Regions from separate parts of the Mus musculus genome. Here all the other regions are linked to region 4. The links are chromatin contacts, called in public Hi-C, HiCAR-type, HiChIP or PLAC-seq and promoter capture Hi-C maps. All regions are on one chromosome and are shown on one strand. The core of a region is the stretch at or near the end of the contact, and the rest is flanking DNA. Distances in the headings are between cores, read along the strand shown.

Region 1 (2,786 bases), core at 68-2,567, 2.6 Mb before region 4:
TGCTGGGAATTGAACTCAGGGCCTTGTGTATGCTAGGTAAATACTCTACCGCTGAGCTATACTCCCCAGTTTCACGGTGTGTGTGTTCTTGTATGTGCAGGTGTGCTCTATGGACTATGGCTTTGAGACCCTACCTGGAGAACAGGTGGGCTGCCTGGTGACGGTGTTCAGATAGTGCATGGCTTCTCCCAAGCTCTCTTGGCTTCTCAACAAGTATGGAAAAGGAGGGCTGTTACAGACCTACTGTACAGATGAGGACATTGAGGCCACCCAGGGCACAGAGCACGTCAGTCAGCAGAGGCTGGATGTCTGGCTTTTAAACTCCAGAGCTTTGTCAGTACCATCAAGCCACTGTCCCCCAAAGGAGGTACACAGAGCCAGCAGTGGGGGAGGAAAGGGAAGTCTGGGATGGGGTGAGGAGCCCAGACTTGGCCTGCTTTGTGGATTCCTCTCAGCTGGCCCTGCCTTCCTGTCCTGAGTGGAGGTTAAAGAAGCTCAGAGGAAGAAAGGTCAGGCTGGGAGAGAAGCAGGAGCTGGCCAAAACAACCCACACCCTGTTCCTCATGACCAGGCCCTGGACGCTGGGTAGGAGGGCACCACCCCTGCCCTCTAAAGATGGAGTCTGTTTCAGAAGCCTGGGAAAAGCATTGGGCACAGGATCGGATGCAGGCTACAGTGCTGACTTCAATCTCCCTTTCATTCATCCCCCCCCCCCTTAGCTTCTTCTCATCCCCAGCCTTGTCCCACCTTGACCACCTGTCCCATCCCTCCTCTGAGGCTTGTCAATCACGTTCCCCATCCCCCACCCCACCCCCAAACCAATCCTTTAGCCTCGGACTCTTAAAATGCCCTGTGTCCATCGACCTAGACAGATCAGAATTTCTAACGCAACGTTATGTGCCTGAGCCATACCACATTCAGAGCATTTTAACGAAGTCAGAAAGTTATTTGGGGCCTATTCGTCGTGAGCACTTCTGTGGTTCGTTTATGATAAAAGCTGGACAGTGGGAGCGAACGGCGGAGTCTGGGCTTCCGTAATGTCATCGGACGAGTGACGCCATCGACCCTGGTCACAGTGGTGTTCATCACCCTACAGGCAGGATGACATCACCGTCGGAACCCGCGCGGACAAGTGCGTGCTGGGTGAATTAGCTAATCGCTAGGGAGAGTGTGAAGTGAGGCTGAAACCCAGGAGAGGAGGGGGCAGAGGGAGGATCCCGGCGCCCCGCCCTCCCGATAACCGCTGCGAGCTGGCCAATCCGGGCAGGCCGCAGTGACGCGCAGCCTATCAGCGACCAGGTCTCTCCCGGAGGTTCCGTGTTAGTCTTGGCCCTCAAGTCAGGGGAGGGGGCGAGGGCGCCGCGGCCCACCGCAGCTCAGGTCCCGGCCGCTTGCCTCCGGGGGTCTGGCAGGTCCCGGCTTGCCACCTCCCCGGAGACTTGATGGCCACGGAGGGCCTGGCAGGGGCGCTTGCCACCGTGCTGGGGGGAAAGGGGTTGCTGGTGCAGAGCTGTGACTCGGAGCCGGCTGGGAAGCCGCTGTTTCCCGTGCGGCTGCGGAAGAATGTCTGCTACGTGGTGCTGGCCGTGTTCCTCAACGAGCAGGTGAGCGTCCGACCGGCCGCTGGCCTTCGGCTGGTCTCGGGAGCGTGCCGCCTGCCCTGATCTGAACAGGCGAGCCAACGGCCGCTGCCTGTATGTGGCGCTTCCCAATGTTGCAAAGCACTCTCAACACTAGCAGCTGAGCTGAGATCGTCCTTCTGTAGACTCTATAATATGGAAGGAGAAGCCGAGGTCCCGGGGCGGTTTATCTCATCCACTAGACCTCGCCCCCCACCAGGAGAGGCCTGTAATATGCCCCCTTCCTTTCCAGGAGTCTAGACTCTCCCGGCGCCTCGGGAGAGTAATGGGGAGCTTACATGCAGGCCTCCGATCCTGTGAGAGTTCTTTTTAGTGATCACTTCTGCACAAGTCAGCGTTATAAAATCCTGGCCAAGAAGGGGTAGGTTGGTATAGGGGTGGAGCTAAGTTTCAAAGCCTCAGACCCTAGATTGAGGACTTGACACAGGCGGTTTGTAAGTCCCATGGGAACAAGAGCAAGACAGTGGCATAAATGAGTCAGTATAGGAGTGGTGGCAACCTTCAGGAGGAAGCCTCCTAGAGCAACGCCCAAGGTCCTCAGCCCCTTTCTACAACAGAAGTCCCTCTGGGTTTGAGTTACAGCAAAGCGGAGACAGCCACTGCTTTCAGCCATATCAGGGCCTGACTCCTGAGGATCCAGCATCCTAAAGGTGTCTGTCTACCAAGAAGGGAGCTTTGGGCTGCCATCCAGGTAGGGGCTACTCTTCTGAAGCCCCCAGACTGGCTGGGTAGGAGTGAAGATTGTCTCACTTCCCTCCCTCCCAGGATGAGGTGTTGATGATACAGGAGGCCAAGAGGGAATGCCGGGGGACATGGTACCTCCCTGCAGGAAGAATGGAACCAGGAGAAACCATCGTGGAGGCCATGCAGCGGGAGGTGAAGGAGGAGGCAGGGCTGCTCTGTGAGCCAGTGACACTGCTGTCCGTGGAGGAGAGGGGCGCCTCCTGGATCCGCTTTGTGTTCCTCGCTCGACCAACAGGTATCCCCCACCTAGTGACATTTCTCACGGTCCCTCATCCATAGCCAGCCATACTGTGGGCTTCTGCTTATGGCCATTGACCTACTACGGGCTAAGAGCTTTTGGGGGTCTCTCTCTCTCTGGAGTGTTGGGGTGGCCATTTACTCTCTCAGGCTCAACCCTTCTCA
Region 2 (2,700 bases), core at 50-2,549, 2.6 Mb after region 4:
CTCTAGTATGGCACTTACCCAGCAATGGCAAAATCCTCAGTCTAGTCCCCAGCAAAACACACACACACACACACACACACACACACACCCCACACCACACCACACCCACTTATAATCCAGAACATAAAACATAGCCAGATCAAAGAACTTTCCACTTGCTCCCTCGTTTACTTAGGTCTATTTCCTGTATGGCATCCTGGAGGTGGGCAGAGAAACACACCTAAGAACACGTATTTTTACGGCACAGCACACAAAGGTGCAGAGAACGCGTCTAGTCACACCTCTAAAGTGTGAGGGCAGAGGTGAAGAAGCCAAATTCAATCTGCATTTGGACAGGATTACGAATCGTACAGAAATGGTTTCCAACATCAAAACTAACCACCACTGATAATAAAATAACCCAAAATTCGGCCTCGAAACTAGAAGAGCGTGTGAAACACATAAACAATCCAAAAAATAAAAGTACTCTGACCAGTATAACTGCACTGAATCACACCAACAGTAACATGCATACTGTCCCACTGGTAACTGGGAAAACGTTGACGCTAAAACCCAAAGCGCTACTTAATAACCGAGTCAACTTGTAAAAATAACTTTTTAATTTATTGCTTTGCTGTAGGTTTAATAAATCTTATCTTCCATAACCCAAAACCAGGAGTTCACAGCTTGGGGTGTGATAAATGAAATTGTTTCTCGGGGCCAGTTCTGATCCCCTCTAAGTGTCCCTGTTCCCCCGGGAAAGAAGCAAGCCTGATGCCTCCAGGATGCAGTTAACACAGACTAGCTGGACAGGCTCCTGGGAGGCAGGGCTACTCTGACACGGGGACACCAGGAGCAAGAAGCCCGGAGCAAGGCTCGGGCCAACCGTCCCACGCCGCTGGGGGAGGGCTACGCCCTCGCGTGGACGGCCACGCACCCTGGCAGGGCCACCCTGGGTCGCGGGCAGAGTGAGGCTGCTGACAGCAGGGCACACACGGGCCCCTCCCGCCGAACCCGCCACGGTGGCTCAGAGGACCGGCCAGATCCCCGCACGGGGCAGGAGGCCGGGCGCAGCCCACGCCCTCGCCTCACCTCGGCGGGCACCGGCAGGTTCTCCACGGCCGCCTTGAGCTCCAGCACCGAGTCCGTCTGCCTGTCTGTCAGCGGCGCCATCGAGTCGGGTCTCCCATCCCAGAGAGACAGCTTCTCGCGGGCGTCCCGCTCGGCCGCCGCCTCGGGCGGCAGCAGCAGCGCCGCCTCCGCCATCTCCGCAGCCCTGGGCCCCTCCGCGGCGCAGAACCGGAGCCCGACAGGCAGAGCCGGGAACTTCCGGGAGGACCGGGACTTCCAGCGCCGCAGCCGCGGCGGGGCGGGCCCGAGCGCCCTGACCCCGGAAACGCTTCCCCGGCGTGGGGGCGGGACCGAGGCCAAAACAGACGTGGCTTTCGACGGAGGCCAAACAGTTCCGGTTGAGGTGTACCTCAAGCCAGAGGGTAGGAGACAAGAATGGGCGGAAATAAGCTTGCCCCTACCGGAAGCTTCTTCAACATCAATAACTTTATGATAATGTGTTCTTCAGATTTGTTTTTGGTTTTCTTTTTAACAAGTTGTAAGTCATCCAACGGATTAGGAGAATTAATGAACTCCAAAGATCTTCTCTCCTGTCAGATGGGTTATGGATGCTTTCCATGTTGACATAGCAACCAAGAGCACCAAGTTTTCAAACTTACAACTTCCCTGTTAGAAAACTAGTTTGTGGAAACACAAATTCAAAGACAAACATATCAGGCCTCATTAATAATATCAAAAAACTGGGGGGGGGGGGGACCTAAATGTCCAACATTGAAGAACTGGATCAATAACTGTCTATCCAAACATGAAACTGCAAAAATTATTCTGCCATTTAAATCATGATACACATTTGAACACCTAAACAAATTATATTAGATCAAACCTAAATAATTGAATAAATATACTTTGTAAGTATATAAATTGAGTATATACGAATATAAAAAAAAATTGGGCAAAAAGGTGAAAAAGAGACAACCTTCTTCCTTACCAAGAATTAAAAAGGAAAAATGTAGAAAAATGAAGAAAATCACAAAACACTGAACAACATTCTTCAAAAAGGTCAGGGTAGAGAGATGGCTCGGGGCTAAGGGAACTTGCTGATCTTTCAGAAGACTCCAGTTCAGTTCCCAGCCCCCACAATATGCAGCACATTACCACCTGAAACTTCAGTTCCAGGAGATCCAACCTCCTCTTCTGGCCTCTCTGGGTACTAACATACATGTGGCACATGCAAACACACACATAAATAAATTTTTAAAATAAAAAGCCAATGTTTTTTTTTAAGATTTATTTATTTTATGTATGTGAGTATACTGTAGCTGTCTTGAGGTACACTAGAAGAAGGCATCAGATCCCATTACAGATGGTTATGACCCACTGTGTGGTTGCTGGGAATGAACTCAGGACCTCTGCAAGAGCAGTCAGTGCTCTTAACCTCTGAGCCATCTCTCCAGCCCCCAAAAGCCAATGTTTAAAAGAGTATCAAACTACTAAAGAGCAAGGAGTGACCAAGGAGCTCTTACATAGTGGAGACTACTGAATAATGACTTCTCATTGCAATGTGGTATCTTGGACTGATTCCTGGAACAGAAGAAAGGATAATTGTGATGAGACTATAGAATAAAATATAGAATCTTAATAAAGTTTGTA
Region 3 (2,700 bases), core at 151-2,650, 2.9 Mb before region 4:
GGGGCCACTCAGAGTTTCCAGCGACATTTCCAGGGTGTGGGAAGCGAGCTGCTCCACAAGAGCCAGGACACAGGGCAGGAGTGATTAACCGAATGGTCCCTGAGTGCCAGAGCCCGGGTGGGGCCGGAATTAGATACGCAGCCCTCGGCCTTGGAGAGGCAGGAGACAGGCCCGGAGGCAGACAGGCTGGGACCGAGATAAGTCACGGTGGCCCAGGAACAAGGCAACACCCGCTTGGGGAGAGAGAGTTCATGCTTGTTAGACCTAAGCGCACTGACCAGGCGTTTGCAAACACTCGTGTACTGGCAAACGTGAGGATGCTCACACACACGTGCAAAGTTTGGGGGAGGGAATCGACCGGCTCCCTGGACGTGCCACAGCATTGAAGAGGATAAGGGTGGGGCCCTTTGGGCGGGGATGAGGTTAAGAGGGTCTTGGTGTTCCCATTCACCGTATTTGTTTTGATCCTGCTTTTCCGCTGTTCCTACAGTGCTGACTGCTGACGCAGATCTGAAGGACACCGCCCACTGGCTCCCCATTCTCTCTGGCCCTCCCTCCTCCCCTCCTCGTCCAGTCTTCTGCTGGTAGGTGCCAGGGCAAATGTTTACTGACAATGGAAACCCTGGAGTACTCCTAGCCTAGGATTCACTGCGAACCCAAGTCCCCAACAAATCAACCGGTAAAAAAAACGGTTTCTGGTCCACTGCTGAGTATGGTAAATGACACCTACTGCCTTTTAATTGGTGCCTGAGCCACCTGGAGTTAGTGTTTCCCAGGACATCACAGCCCCTAGCACGCTCACCTCTTATTAGCTTCACATTTTCCCAGTTGTGGGGGAAGAACTGTTTGTGGTGCCCGCAAACAAAACCCACCCCCACCTCCCGGGAAACTTAGGTCAAGGACAGCTCAAGAGATGAGCGTGCCAGAGCTCCCATGAGTGGGGAGTCTTCAGGAAGCAGTTTCATAGGCTTCCAGAGATGTAAACCTGCTAACAGGGCTCTGATTCGCATACGTGAGGTGTTTTTAACGGATGTAGGTATTACACAGTACACGGTGTTTGTGGGAGGGGCGGAGGTAGGAAAGCTGAAGGGAGAGAGATGGAGGAGTGGAGGAGCTCTGAGACCCTCTTTGAGGTCAGGCAGCTGTACACAGCCTCTCTGCCACTTGATTATCCACCCATTCCAGGGAAGCAGCCTCCCCCTCCCCCAGGGGATTAAAAGTACTACCCATGTCCCTCTTTAAAGTTTTCCCACCTGTTAGGGTCCTTGGGACTAAGAAGGGCTACATCACTTTCATTGTCTTCTTTGTTGTTCAAAGACGAAGCTGAAGATCTTCCCACTCCAAGAATCCTGGCCATCCCCCTTCACCAGCAGTGAACTTCTTAGGCTCTAAGGCTCTGACCTGGACTCCAAGATAAATATTTAATGTAGAGGGTGCCGCTGAGCTGCCGAAGGTCCCAACTTCCTGTTTCTCACAAGAGAAGGCACAGTGTGGGCAAGGGAGCTGAGGACTGGCTACCAGTCCCATCTCTATGGGGATGGGGAGTCTAGTAAACAGTCTTGGAGGATGTAGGTTGGGAGGAACGGGGAGGGTGGCAATGGAGGGCTGAACTGCTGCAGCTCTGCTTTGTCAGTCAGGCCGGGGCTGGCTCGCCACCTCTCAGGTTGGAGCTCACTGTGTTCACAAGTATTCGGATGGCTTTACAAAACACGGAGGCACGAGGCGCTAGGACCGCAGGGCAGGTAAGTCCAAGGAAACTTAAATAATCTCCTGCCCTCTTTTCTGCCCAGATTTAGGGAGAATTCTTCCTCTTTTAAGAAGATTAGGGAGAAAAATGTAGCAAGAATTCAGAGACTGGACTTAGAGAGCCAGGTGTCTGGTTTCCTGACCCCTCCCCCTAGCTGTAGCTGGCTGCTGCCTGCCTGCCTCACCCTGAGTAGCTTCCAGTGGCACATTAGAGCCAGGTAACATTGTCCCAGATAGTGCAGCCCTGGTCAGTATGCCATGCTCTGTCTCCTGCACACCCTTCTGCTCAAGAGGGACCTCCTTCCCTAGTAGTCGGCTGCCTGCACCCCTCCAGCATGGCCTTGGGTCAAGGACTGCCATGGTTGCCACAGCCACCTGAGCCCATGTAAACACAGTTACGTAACTGCTCTGTTTTTTCTAGCTATCTGATCCCAGTCACCAGGAGCCCCACCCAGCCCCAGGCAGCCAATTCTGTCCTATGCACATTCCCCCACCCCTCAGCCCCATAGTCCTCTTGTCCTCCGCCACCAACTCAAAGTACCATTAGTCAAGTGACTACCAATTAGTCTCAATCACAATTAGTGTCCAGGACAGTCTAGCATTTGGATGAGACACTGACATCTCTGCTGCAGGCCTGACCTTCCTGTTCGGTAGAAAGGCACCGGCTAGTTCCTTCCCTAGGACAAACTTCAGTACATTCTTGAGGTAGGCTTTCATGTCCTTTTTGGTTTGTGCTCTTAGAAGAGTGTTCTCTTTCTACAGATCAGAAGGGAGTAGCCAAGAACACACGGACTCTTCTAGAGTCCGTAACCAACCCAGCAGTGAGGAGCTGAAGCCAAGTCACCATAGATATACTAGCACAGATCTCGACTCTGTTTCATCCCTGGGGCCATCTCCTGATTCCAGGTCTGGCAGTACTGCCAACTAAGCTCTATCAATGGGCCCACCTATGCC
Region 4 (2,700 bases), core at 12-2,511:
CAGCAACTGTATCCCTGTACTTCTTAGATATACTCTTGTTTGTTCGTTTTGTTTGTTTCTTCGTTTTGGATTTTTGAGACAGGGTTTCTCTGTGTAGCCCTGGCTGTCCTGGAGCTCACTTTGTAGACCAGGCTGGCCTCGAACTCAGAAATCCACCTGCCTCTGCCTCCCGAGTGCTGAGATTAAAGGCGTGCGTGTGCCACCACCCCGGGCTTAGATATACTCTTAAGAGGTTTATTATTGAGTGAATATAGCCACTTACTTTGAACAAAAGGACTGTTGAATTCTCTATCACTTTAAATGGCTAACCAAAACATGCCTACTTCTTTGACTTACTTATAAGACTAACTTTCTTACATTGTAACATATTTATACCACTGAAACAATCCCTGCATTGATCATGGTATTTGTTGTTGGATCCTATTTGATGACATTTTATTTAGGATTAAAACAATATGTCATCTTTGTCAGGTTTTATCAACATGCTTTGTGAGATATTAAACAGTAAAATGCTCTATTTTAAAGGCAAAGATTTTGGGCCCATAAATTATTACGTGACACACCAACCTCACACTTTTTTCTGGCCTTCCACATCTAGTCCTAACTTCATTTTCTTTTCTCTTTAAGCCCAGCCCATTGTTATAATAAGTTCACAGACTGTTGTTTAGCCTAAGCTGAACTTTCAGCCTCAGGAACCGTGAACTTGCTCAAGACAAAGAGGGGATCAAGCCCGCCTCTTCCAAAAAGCCCTTTGTGGATCCTGTGACCCAGCTTGCAGTTACACTGCTAAGGCCTTCATTATCTGACCCACTTTTTAAAGTCATTTGGAAAGAAACCACATGGTCAAGAGGTAAAAGAAGCCCTGTGGAATGAAGAGATGGATTTGAGTCATCTCTAATCATATGGCCCAAGGCAAATTACCCAAATCTCCATTGTCTTCCCCTAAACTGATGTGTGTGTATATATATATATATATAAACACATACATATATATGTGTATATATTTATTATATATAGCACAATGTTTTAATGTATGTATATAATGTGAGGGCAAAGATCAAGCAAGAGGAGGAGGGATGGAGGCTACGATGTTTGAGGCTAACTTGGGCTAATACAGAGCCCCTGTTTCAAAGCCATAACATTATCTCTTCTCTTAGGACTTTCTAGTGCACACTGCTCATAACTGTAGCCACTATGTAGCATAGCAGCCTTCTTTCTGAGCTTGCTCCTCCTAACTGAAATTTGATCACTAGCCCCACAGGCTCCCTTCTCCCTAGTCCCAGTAACCACCTCTCTACTTTCTGTTGGTGCGACTTGACTTTTTCAGTGCTCCTTAATGAGATCCGTAAGTATTTGTGCTGTATGTCTACTTTGCTTAACATCCTCCAGGTTCATTCCAGATCGTCCCAGGTGACAGGATTTCCTTCATTTTAAAGTCGGACAGCTCTCTGGGCCCTCAAACAAGAGACAATGAGGTGGGCCTCCTGGATGGAGTTGCTAAGACTGGACTAGCGCGCACAGAATGCAATTAGCCTCTTATTTCGCAGCAAGCAGGAAAACCAGCGCCTTTGAATGTAAGACCTAAAACCAGAGAGACACAGCTTCCCCGAAATCGGGGCACTAAGCTAGAAAGCGGGGTCCAGCACAGGGTCCCCAGAGAGGCCAGGGTCGCCGATCCCGGCCGAGGAGGGAGGCGGGGCGCAGCGCGCAGCCCCCTCCCTTCTCTTTGTCCCCTTCCCCTTCCCTCGCTCCCTTGAACTCTCTCCTCCTCCTCTGGTTTCTCTTCTCGCTCCCGCGGCCCCCTCCTCCCCGCACGGCTGAACTCGAGCTCAGCCCGCCAGGCCGGGCCGCTTCAGGGGGAGGCGCCAAGTGTCTGCTGTTCTTGGCCCCGGGCGAGCAGTCCCCGCTGCCGGGGAGCGGAAAGGACGCGCGGCGCGGAGGTAAGCCTGCGTGTGGGCGGCAGGCGCGGGTGGGCGGGCGAGTCCCGGGGGCGAAGGCCAGGCGGAGGCCTCACCCTGCGCCCGGCCCGGTGCGCAGCCGCTGCGGGGGCAGGGCGCAGCGCCAACCCACCCGGGCCGGGGCCCGGCGCGCACGCGCGAGCCCGTGGACCAGGTCGCTGGGGTAGCTCTGGGTTCACGTCCCTTCCCGGGCCCTGGGACCGCGTAGCGGTGCGCATGCGCGCAGGCCCAGCCCGGGGTCCGTTTTGTGCGTCGCCCCGAGGCCACGGCTGTGGGGTTCCCGCTTCCAGTTGGGGGAACCCCTGCCCCTGGTGTCTCCAACCCTCCCGTGCACGCGGCGCGAGCTAGCGGTGACGTTTCCAGGACTTTCCGCTCTTTCCCGCCCGCAGCCGCCTCGCCGACCCCATGGCGGCACACGCTTTAGGCCTTTGGTCCCCGAAGTGGAGGGATGGCTGGGAAGGCCTGGCTGTCCTAAGGGTTTTCAGTCCTTTGGGCGTTGCTGAGGCCGGAAGTGGAGGAGTTTAGAGGTGAAAAACTTTTCCCGATGCCCCTTCTTGGCGGCGATGGAACTTCCGCCTGAGTTGAAGCTAGGCTTCCAGCCGCCTTTTTGCCTTTCTTTACAAGGTAAAGATTTAACTCGGACTGTAGCAGAGGACACCGAGGTGCTGCTCCCTTGCACACCCTGAGATTGCCCTGGCTGCACGGACTAAGCTTGGCCACATTGGGCCACTTGACGAGTTTG
Region 5 (2,700 bases), core at 14-2,513, 2.6 Mb before region 4:
CTGACCCCCAACCGTAAAATGACATTCGTTGCTACTTTGTAACTCAAACCCAGGTCCTTGTGTGCACTACCCCTAAACTATATTCCCAGACTTCTATATCTTTAACAAAAACCACTGCATCCATTTATTTATTTAATTATTGATTTGTTTGTTTGTTTTTTGTTTGTTTGCTTAGGTATGGTGGTGCCTCAGCATGCATGTGGAGATCAGAGAATAACTTCTGCCACTTAGTTCTCTCCTTCCGCTATTTGGGTCCTAGGGGCTGAACTCAGGTCCTCAGGCTCGGGGGGGAGGGGGGGCAACCTGCTGTGCCATCTTGCCAACCCACACGCCTTTGCCTTTTTAAACAAAAATAGCTGTAGGAAGAAATGTTGCTGTTATAATTCTTTTTTTTTTTCAAATCTCTTTAGTCTGAGATTTCATCAAACACTCTCCATGTAGCTCTGGAAAATTCCAGAGTACTTTTTGTGGCAACATGGAAGTGCAATAGACAAATAATGTCCTTCTTAGGTAAAGTATGTTGACCTCGGGGACTCCGTGGAAGGCTCTCAAGGAGCTTTGGACTCTAGAGTTACCCTTTGAAGAGCACTGGTGTAGAAAGATTGCTGTGAACTTGAAGTTGAGCTTCTGGGCCTAGGGCTACACTTTCCTTATCTGTAGATGGAAATTAATGTCCCTTCCCTCCAAAGGGCCAGCCAATTAACCGTGCCAAGTACACAGTAGAGATAGGGAGTTTGGCAGCTTTTTGCTTTCTTGTAGCCTCAGTTTCCTTATTGATGAAACAAAGACCTGAGCTGGAGCACCCCCAAGGCTCTTCCAACTCCAACTGTGGCCGTGCAGTGTGAAACGGTCCACACTTCCCACTCCGGCGGTTACCCTTTCCCTTTTCAGCTCACAGGCACAAAAGCACGCTGTGTTCCTCAGCTGATGCAAACAAGCTCGCACCCCCAAGCTCCCAATCTCTCATGCCAACCTGGATGTACATGAGTCACTTGCGACATACCCCTTAGTTCTACGCCCCCTCACAACCAAGACACACACACAGGTGCACCGTAGGTCCACAGATCCATGTGCACCCTGCATAGACACAATTCTTATACAAATGCATTCTCTGCACACACAACTCTGGAGATCAGACACAGAGCCTGGTGGCCTGGTAGGGCACGCTGCGGACGGGTGCAACCACTCCATCCTTTGGCTGCTCTCCCGCGGGCGCCGGGCCTGGGCCTCCCCGCTCCGCCCCCACGCGCGCCCCCGCCGCCTGCGCCGCAGTCCGCGTCCACCAGCCCCGGCAGCCAGTAGTTGCGGTCCCAGTTCCGCGCAGCGCTCCGGAGCTGAAAGGACTGCAATCAGCGCCCGAGGTCAGGAGGAATAGGTGGCGCCTAGAGAGCGGGTGGCACCAGAGTTGCGGCAGCCCGGAGGTGGAAGCTCTCGAGAGGGGCAGAACAGCCTGCAGGGAGCAGCGGGGCGCCGGCAGGCTGGTGTGGGGGGAGACCCTGCAGGAGTCATGGCCGGGCTACGAGCCAGGCGGGGCCCTGGGCGCAGGCTACTGGTGTTGTCCACGCTGGGTTTTTGCCTAATGCTGCAAGTCAGTGCCAAGAGACCTCCTAAGACGCCCCCCTGCCCACCCAGCTGCTCCTGCACCAGGGACACCGCCTTCTGCGTGGACTCTAAGTCGGTGCCCAAGAACCTGCCTTCAGAGGTCATCTCCCTGTGAGTGTCTACCTAGCCTTGGGGGTGGGGAAAGGAAAGAAGGCACAGAAAGCTCTGGAAGAGAGAAACCCTGCTCCTCTTTTGAGAGGATATGGACCAGGAGCACTCCCAGGTATCCTCAGAACTGGAGACTCCAGGCCCCAGTCTGCAGGGAGCGCTGCAATCTGTACAGCAGCCATAGCTTGGGTAAACCAGAATTCATGGCCAAGGATGAATCATCACCATCAGCAGCGCAATGAGACCTACTGTGTGTGGGTTGGAGGGAGTGTCTACAAGAGCATGCTGGCCCCACCCTGTGAGGTCACACCAAGGACAGAAAGCAGGACTAATAGCAGCAGGGGGAGGGGTGACAAGTATGCTTGCCCTCGTGGTACCTTGGCATGGACCAGACTCCTGCCACTGGGTCTGCTATTGTGCACACAGCTGGGCCAGCCTCACTTGCAGCAACTGGCCCATGACTCCCACCCCTTTGCCTGTGGGGCTAGAGAGACTGTGAGGTCCCCCTTCTTGCTGCCCCATCTCTCAGCAGCACCAAGACATTGTGGGTGTTGGGTAATGGTGCTGATGCTGGTAATGGAACCTGCTCTTGGCTGAGAGGGAAGGTGAGCCTCGGGCCACTGTCGCTTCTGGAGGCAGCAGGGGGAGAAGAATGGAGGACATTGAGTTTTGGGGAAGAAAGGGTAGCTGCAGGTGGGGGCTAGGGCTGCTGAACACAGAAGCCACTGCCCTGTCCACCTCTGTCCACAGTACAGGTCCTTCAGACACTTACACAGTCTTGGCTCCTGTGTTCCCTGCAGGACGCTGGTGAATGCTGCCTTCTCAGAGATCCAGGATGGAGCCTTCTCCCATCTGCCGTTGTTGCAGTTCTTGTATGGATAGCTTTGTGGAAGAGGGGGTTGGGGGGAACGTGGTAGAACCTGACAGATGCTGAACCTGGGTGAGAGTAGGTGGAGGGAGGGTTTGAAAATGCAGATGTCCCGATAGAAG
Region 6 (2,700 bases), core at 140-2,639, 2.7 Mb before region 4:
AAGGAGCTTCCCTGCAGGATGGAATGTTTCAATCCTGGAGGAAACTGTTATACAACAGCACCACATGGGTACAGTGTCAGCAGGGACCAGAAAGGGACAATGGGATGCCCTTGAGCTGGAGTTAAAGATGGTTCTGAGCTGGGACTAGAACTTGAGTTCTTTGCAAGTGTTCTTCTGAGCCATCTCCCCAGCCCCTAAAACATATTTGTGGTCCTTGGTTGTATCAGTAGGTACAGAGGGGTCAACCAGAGGCTCCTTATTTTCTTCCGTGTATCCTCCAAATGTCTCTCCTACTCCTTAGAAGTCTGCAGACTCTTTGCAGGGGCAGAGACTGTCACCATGAGAAAGATAGCAACTCTTACTACTTGCCTGACATTTCTCAGGTGCCAAGCCCAGAGCTAAGTGATTTACATAATGATCTCATTCCACGATAACAATAAACTTGTATTATCAGCCCACTTCACAAATGAGACAGTCGCTGACCGAGGTCACCTAGCTGGAAAACTATAGAGATGAAATTGTTCCTATCTCCATCAGATTACAAAAACTGTCCTTTTTATCATTGTATTGTCTCTTGGTCACTGTTGCTTCCATCAAATTCCCTTGAGTTTTTTTTTTTTTTGGGGGGGGGGGGGAGGGGACTCCAACCGCCCTCAGTTCTAGGTTGTAGACAAGCCTCCGGCTGATGGTCCTTTCTGACTGCAATCTCAGGGCTTTGCTGGCCTGAGCCTGGAGGGTGGTTGGGATGAGAACACTCAAAGCTCTGTGTATCCTTCCACCCTCCACATTCTTGCCTCTGTGCATCCCTCCCTATTTTACAACGCCTCTCTCCCACTCCTTTACTTAGGGACTCTTAAGCTGCTAGAAGATTCTCCTTGGACACTCCAGAGTCTCTAAAGCTGCTGGGCTGGTTTCTCTTGATAAGAGTTGGTAAGAAAATTGTGCGGTGCATCAGTGAAGGTCTCCCAGGAGACACCTAGACTGAGGATAAGGTCCCACCAACCCCAGCTCTGACACTTCTTTTGAGACCCTTCCCTTACCCAGCCTCCTGAGCCCGTGGGTTAAGCTCCACCCCTCTCTGAGCACCTTAAAGTTTGGGGGCTGAATTCCAAGTAGGAGGTGTGTTGAACGGACTTCAGGAGGCATCTTGCCCTGGAAGAATGGGGGAAAGGTGGCAGAAGCTACAGCTGCTGCCTCCAAGGACATCTGTATAGCTCCCAGGGGACCCTCTGCCCTTTCCCCCTCCCACAAGCCTGGGCGAGCAGGGACCAAGCTTGCTTGTTATCACCTGACGCTGAGCAGCCACTGATCCCATTGGTGGAGCCAGATTCGGTCTGGCTCTCCTGTTCCTTCTCGATTTCTCTGCCTCTCTCTCCTCCACGCTGCTTTGATTTCGCTCTTGCCTCTCTTCTTGCGCGCTTACTCGCTGGGTTCCCAGCAACGCCGCCGTTTTCTTGCCGGGAGCAGTAGCTATAGCTGCAGAGCCAGACAGGCGCTGCCTGTGGGGCATGGAAGCCGACTTCCCAGTAGCCCAGAGAGGAGCGAGCGAGCCCCGCTGCCTGTGACCCCAGGCGTCAGGCTGCTGTCCCCTGCCTGGAGAGATCATCATCTATCTACACAGAGTCTCTCCCTTCCTTCTCTTCCAAGTATCCCTCTGCAGGGCCGGCTGAAGCCAGGTAAGTGCGCTTCTCCCCCCCAAACCATCCTGCCTATTCTGGGAGGTTAAGAGCTGCGGCCACCAGGGTCTCGCCACTGTCCTGGCTGTCCACCTGGGTTGCCAGGCCTGGCGACCTTGTCCCCTTTCCCCTAAGTCCTTGGCAAAGAGCTTAACAGCTGGATCTGGTCTCCGGGGCGACACAGTTAGTTACCCCGTGACCATTCTGCGCAGTCGGCAAAGCCAAAAGGTTCAGCCGGGTGGGGGAGCCTTCCCTCTGGCATGCCAGTAGCTTTTTGAAATGGGCTTGGGGAAGGGGGCCCGGTGTGTACAACGTGTCTGCATGGTTGGGAGGAGGCTGGAGGCTAGCTTGCGTAGATAGGTCTGTCTCTACGCAGTTAGATTCCTTTAGGGTTTCTGACCGGCTTGTAGCATGTTTCAGAACATTTTTCCGCGTGAGGTACATGTGTGCGGGGGCAGCATTTATCCGAGTAGCCTGTGGGTATATGTGGCAGGGGCCCCAAGAGCCAGTATTTTTAGGGGGTGGACATGTCACTTGTCATGTGGGTGGGAGTACATGTTGAGGGAGTACTGTAGCAACCAGGCTGTTTCTATGTGGGGAGGGGCAACTTTGAAGCAGTAGGAGGTGGGTAGGTGGGAAGTGTGGCACAGACCTCTGGCTGTGGGTAGACTTGAGTAGGTGTGCAAACCTGTTGGCCTGTGAAGAATCAGGCTGACCCAGTGTGGCCAAGGAGCAAACATGTTTTCAAAGTCTGTGTCTTGGAACCTACAAAAGGCAATGCCAGAATCCAGGCAAGGATTGACGGGCGCTCAGATATACATGTGTGCACAGGCAGCCATGTGGGTTGCCTGTCCTCTTGTGGGAAGTGGCATGCATATGTGTTGGTGCCCGTGGCTTCCTCGTTTCCTCAAATATGGCTTGTGACAATGAGGGACACATGCATGTGGGTATGTATAGATGTGAGCACGGGCAGGTTGGCATGAAGGCGACAGCTCTCGAAGGGGAAATACTGGGGCATTCTTAG
Region 7 (2,700 bases), core at 46-2,545, 3.0 Mb before region 4:
TGCACCTACTACCCGAAGCACTAGAAGATAGCCAGAGGATCTTATAAACCCAGAGGTCTAGGTGGCTCCAATCAGCTACTCAGACATTCAGAAAAACACCCAAGAGCCATAGTTTTTGAAACTGAGTCTCGAGCATGTTCTGAGTGTAACCAGTAAGGAGTTAAGCACCTGAGAAGTTGCGTCCCCCTGGAAGTGGGTTGATCCTCTGCCGCTTAAACTGGGACATTTGGAATACTGTCCTTTCAAGGTCTTGGGGGGAAACCTTCAATCAAAACAGAAAGAAGTTAGCAGCTCCAATGGAAAACTTCCATCTATTGGGGAGGGGGAGGGGGGATAGAAAATCTTAAGTAAAGCTTTTAAGGTGAAGAGGTGGGTCCTAAAATGGAAGAATGGAGAGGATGTAGAGGAGATGAAATTGGTAGTAACGTTACTCCAGTTTGTTCTCACAATAACCTAGTGGTGGGTGCTAGTGACATGCTGGTTTACAGACAAGGAAACTGGAGCTTTGAGATCCGGAGACTTGCCCAAGGCCACAAAACCAGGTAGTGACAGAGTGGGACTCACACCCAGGTCTCCCAACAACTTAGCACTCCTTTCACTATGTCACTGGCACCCCTTAGAGAAGCTGGAGGAGTGAGGGGCTGGAAGAGCTCCGGTGACATTCATTCATTCAAAAACATCCGCCAGAACACTCCACGCAGGGCCGGGGCAAAAAATAAAAATAAAAGGTGCGAGTAGCGGGTTGGTGATGCGGGCCCTCTCCCCGGAAGCCCGCCAGGCGTCTTTAGGACCCGCTGGTGGGAAGGGAGCTGTCCAGCCGGCCCTCGCCAAGCGGCCTGCACGCCGCTCCCTCCTCCTAGGTCCCGACCCTAGGCTCCGGCCTCCGCAGCCGCCTGCGCAGAGCTTTCCGGGCCGGGCCACCGAGAAGCCACCGTGGGAGGTTCACGGCGCGAGGTTTCTCCTCCTCCCGCCCGCCCCCAGGGCCGAGGCCGTTGCCAGGGCGACGGAGCTTGCAGTCCAGAGGGGCTCGGCTCTTTCCGCGACTGGCGCATCTTCGCCGTTCGGACCCCGCAGCCTCGCCACCCGAGAGAGACGGAGAGGCGGGGGCGCAGCAGGAGGCCCCCAACCCACCTGCGGGCCAGGGCCACGACACCAGGGGGACAAAGACACCCGGAACCACCGCAGCCGCCGCTGCCACCACCACCGGAAACGCCTCTCCGGAAGAGAGACCACTGGTCGGAAGCTGCCACTCTCCCGGATATGGTACCTCCCTCTTCTCCATCGACCTCTCCCTTCCCCCACACCAGCCTGCCATCCCGCTCCAACTGTGGAACGGAAGTGCGCCTTCCCAGATCCGATAATGCCTTCGGAAGCCGAGCTCGGTGGTGTCCTCTCTCAAGTGTCCCATCAGAAAAGTAAGCTCGAACCATTGGTTCCAGGTCTCAAAATGACTGGAACTGGACCCACTCCCACAAACACAAGGAAGGGGACTACCACTTACACACCCTGCTGTGCTCTACTAACCCCCAAGACTACAGCAACAAAAGAAGCAGGGCCTCCATTGGCTAGAGGAGGAGCGTGCCTACTGGGGGTCCATTTCCAGGGGATAGTCTTCTGACTAAAGCCAATGACCACCCCACCCCACCCCCATCCCTATTCCTGTCCTTTTCTTGACTGCACCATCAGCAAGGGGTAAGCATATCCGAAATCTATACCCAGACTCTCAAATATGAAACGTACACGATCTTAATGAAGTGGCTCTATCCAAAATCTTGCCAGAAATGTGGCTATTTTCACAACTATTAACAGTGAACACACACACACCTTCCTTTAACTTCTGGCCTCCCATCTCCCCACTCCTGTTTGCCTCCAGCATCACACCCTTCCCAGGTCATTTAACAGTCACAGCACACATTGAGAATGTTTAATGTTACTTCATCCTCCTAACAAGCTTATGAGGTAGGTAAGGTGGGTATCATGGTCCCAAGTAGGAAGCTGTGGCTCAGAAATTAAGAGACTTCGCTATGGTTAAACTCCAGGATAGAACACAGCATCTTAGAGTTGACCTTGCAAGTTATGTGTTGTTCCTCTCAATGTTCTTGACCTTCCCCCCATCCCTCATTCAGCCTTCAGGGGCTGTACTCCAGAGCCGTGACTCACTACAAAGGTACCCAAGGCAATGTTGTTCTTGGTCCTAGGGCTGCCGTCTCAGGTATGAGGAAGACATTAGAAGTCCACATTAGTAACTGTTCATTGTGGAATGAAGATCGGTGCCATCCTTCCAGTGACACCCCAAACACCAACCCTTTGGACGAATGATTCCATCAGATGGGGCAGACGGAAGTCCAACAAAGATTGCATAAACTTACATCTGCAACATGCTGACACACTCCCATACTAAACATGCTCTATGAGCACCTGATAAATAAGTCAATTCACATTGCCTAAGCCCAGAGATTTCTGATGAGGAGGAAGAGCCCTGGAAGAGTGCTGGAACTGCACTCAGGAACCTCTTGGGGATCCAGGGCTCCTTGCTTCGATGCTTAGAGATGGATTTGGCCTTCACCTTGAAGAGGAGCAAGCACCAATAGCTTTTCTTGGCAGTGCAGAGAAGCAGCAGTAAGCCAAAATGTGAGGGACTTCTTCCCAAGGTCACCAGGTACACCAAGAGGTCATACAGAAAGATTTTTTGCTCGTGGC

Evidence for each region. Promoter capture Hi-C pulls out the DNA fragments that hold promoters and counts their contacts. Hi-C and Micro-C count contacts between places; a contact is called where the count stands out from the background. HiCAR-type assays count read pairs that join an accessible place to other places. HiChIP or PLAC-seq counts read pairs in DNA pulled down with a chosen protein or histone mark.
Region 1: a contact with region 4 is called in a Hi-C map of B cells, with 7 read pairs. The contact joins the promoter of Nudt18 here to the promoter of Rcbtb2 in region 4. A contact is called at or near these places in 2 of 39 promoter capture datasets (hippocampal neurons and maxillary cranial neural crest), 1 of 484 Hi-C or Micro-C datasets (B cells), 2 of 115 datasets of contacts at active chromatin or transcription factors (astrocytes and large pre-B cells) and 1 of 9 other capture datasets (adipose tissue).
Region 2: a promoter capture Hi-C map of the 3T3-L1 cell line shows a contact between it and region 4, with 7 times the contacts expected there. The contact joins the promoter of Cog3 here to the promoter of Rcbtb2 in region 4. A contact is called at or near these places in 2 of 39 promoter capture datasets (the 3T3-L1 cell line and liver).
Region 3: a promoter capture Hi-C map of cranial neural crest shows a contact between it and region 4. The contact joins the promoter of Sorbs3 here to the promoter of Rcbtb2 in region 4. A contact is called at or near these places in 2 of 39 promoter capture datasets (cranial neural crest and liver).
Region 5: a contact with region 4 is called in a HiCAR-type map of astrocytes, with 6 times the contacts expected there. The contact joins the promoter of Lgi3 here to the promoter of Rcbtb2 in region 4. A contact is called at or near these places in 4 of 39 promoter capture datasets (hippocampal neurons, liver and pre-B cells) and 2 of 115 datasets of contacts at active chromatin or transcription factors (astrocytes and large pre-B cells).
Region 6: an H3K27ac HiChIP or PLAC-seq map of large pre-B cells shows a contact between it and region 4, with 5 times the contacts expected there. The contact joins the promoter of Phyhip here to the promoter of Rcbtb2 in region 4. A contact is called at or near these places in 2 of 39 promoter capture datasets (pre-B cells and stem cell-derived epiblast-like cells) and 1 of 115 datasets of contacts at active chromatin or transcription factors (large pre-B cells).
Region 7: a contact with region 4 is called in a promoter capture Hi-C map of pre-B cells, with 4 times the contacts expected there. The contact joins the promoter of Ccar2 here to the promoter of Rcbtb2 in region 4. A contact is called at or near these places in 3 of 39 promoter capture datasets (liver, pre-B cells and stem cell-derived epiblast-like cells).

Annotation. Positions count from the first base shown.
Region 1 is chr14:70,576,507-70,579,292 of GRCm38.p6, forward strand. Nudt18 (nudix (nucleoside diphosphate linked moiety X)-type motif 18) reads left to right here and starts at 1,318. Exons shown (of 3, transcript NM_153136.5): 1 at 1,318-1,604; 2 at 2,406-2,619. The coding sequence starts at 1,443.
Region 2 is chr14:75,753,194-75,755,893 of GRCm38.p6, forward strand. Cog3 (component of oligomeric golgi complex 3) reads right to left here and starts at 1,300. Exons shown (of 23, transcript NM_177381.3): 1 at 1,072-1,300. The coding sequence starts at 1,245.
Region 3 is chr14:70,206,271-70,208,970 of GRCm38.p6, forward strand. Sorbs3 (sorbin and SH3 domain containing 3) reads right to left here and starts at 1,401. Exons shown (of 21, transcript NM_011366.3): 1 at 1,254-1,401. The coding sequence starts at 1,357. Gm26908 (a long non-coding RNA gene) reads left to right here. Exons shown (of 5, transcript XR_874791.3): 2 at 1-584; 3 at 1,318-1,742; 4 at 2,509-2,652.
Region 4 is chr14:73,141,249-73,143,948 of GRCm38.p6, forward strand. Rcbtb2 (regulator of chromosome condensation (RCC1) and BTB (POZ) domain containing protein 2) reads left to right here and starts at 1,262. Exons shown (of 15, transcript NM_001170694.1): 1 at 1,262-1,345.
Region 5 is chr14:70,529,558-70,532,257 of GRCm38.p6, forward strand. Lgi3 (leucine-rich repeat LGI family, member 3) reads left to right here and starts at 1,264. Exons shown (of 8, transcript NM_145219.4): 1 at 1,264-1,713; 2 at 2,511-2,582. The coding sequence starts at 1,508.
Region 6 is chr14:70,456,128-70,458,827 of GRCm38.p6, forward strand. It overlaps Phyhip (phytanoyl-CoA hydroxylase interacting protein), which reads left to right and starts at 1,390. Exons shown (of 5, transcript NM_145981.3): 1 at 1,390-1,676.
Region 7 is chr14:70,152,496-70,155,195 of GRCm38.p6, forward strand. Ccar2 (cell cycle activator and apoptosis regulator 2) reads right to left here and starts at 1,296. Exons shown (of 21, transcript NM_146055.3): 1 at 1,132-1,296; 2 at 169-262. The coding sequence starts at 226. It overlaps 9930012K11Rik (RIKEN cDNA 9930012K11 gene), which reads right to left. Exons shown (of 7, transcript NM_001112735.1): 7 at 1,910-2,700. The coding sequence ends at 2,673.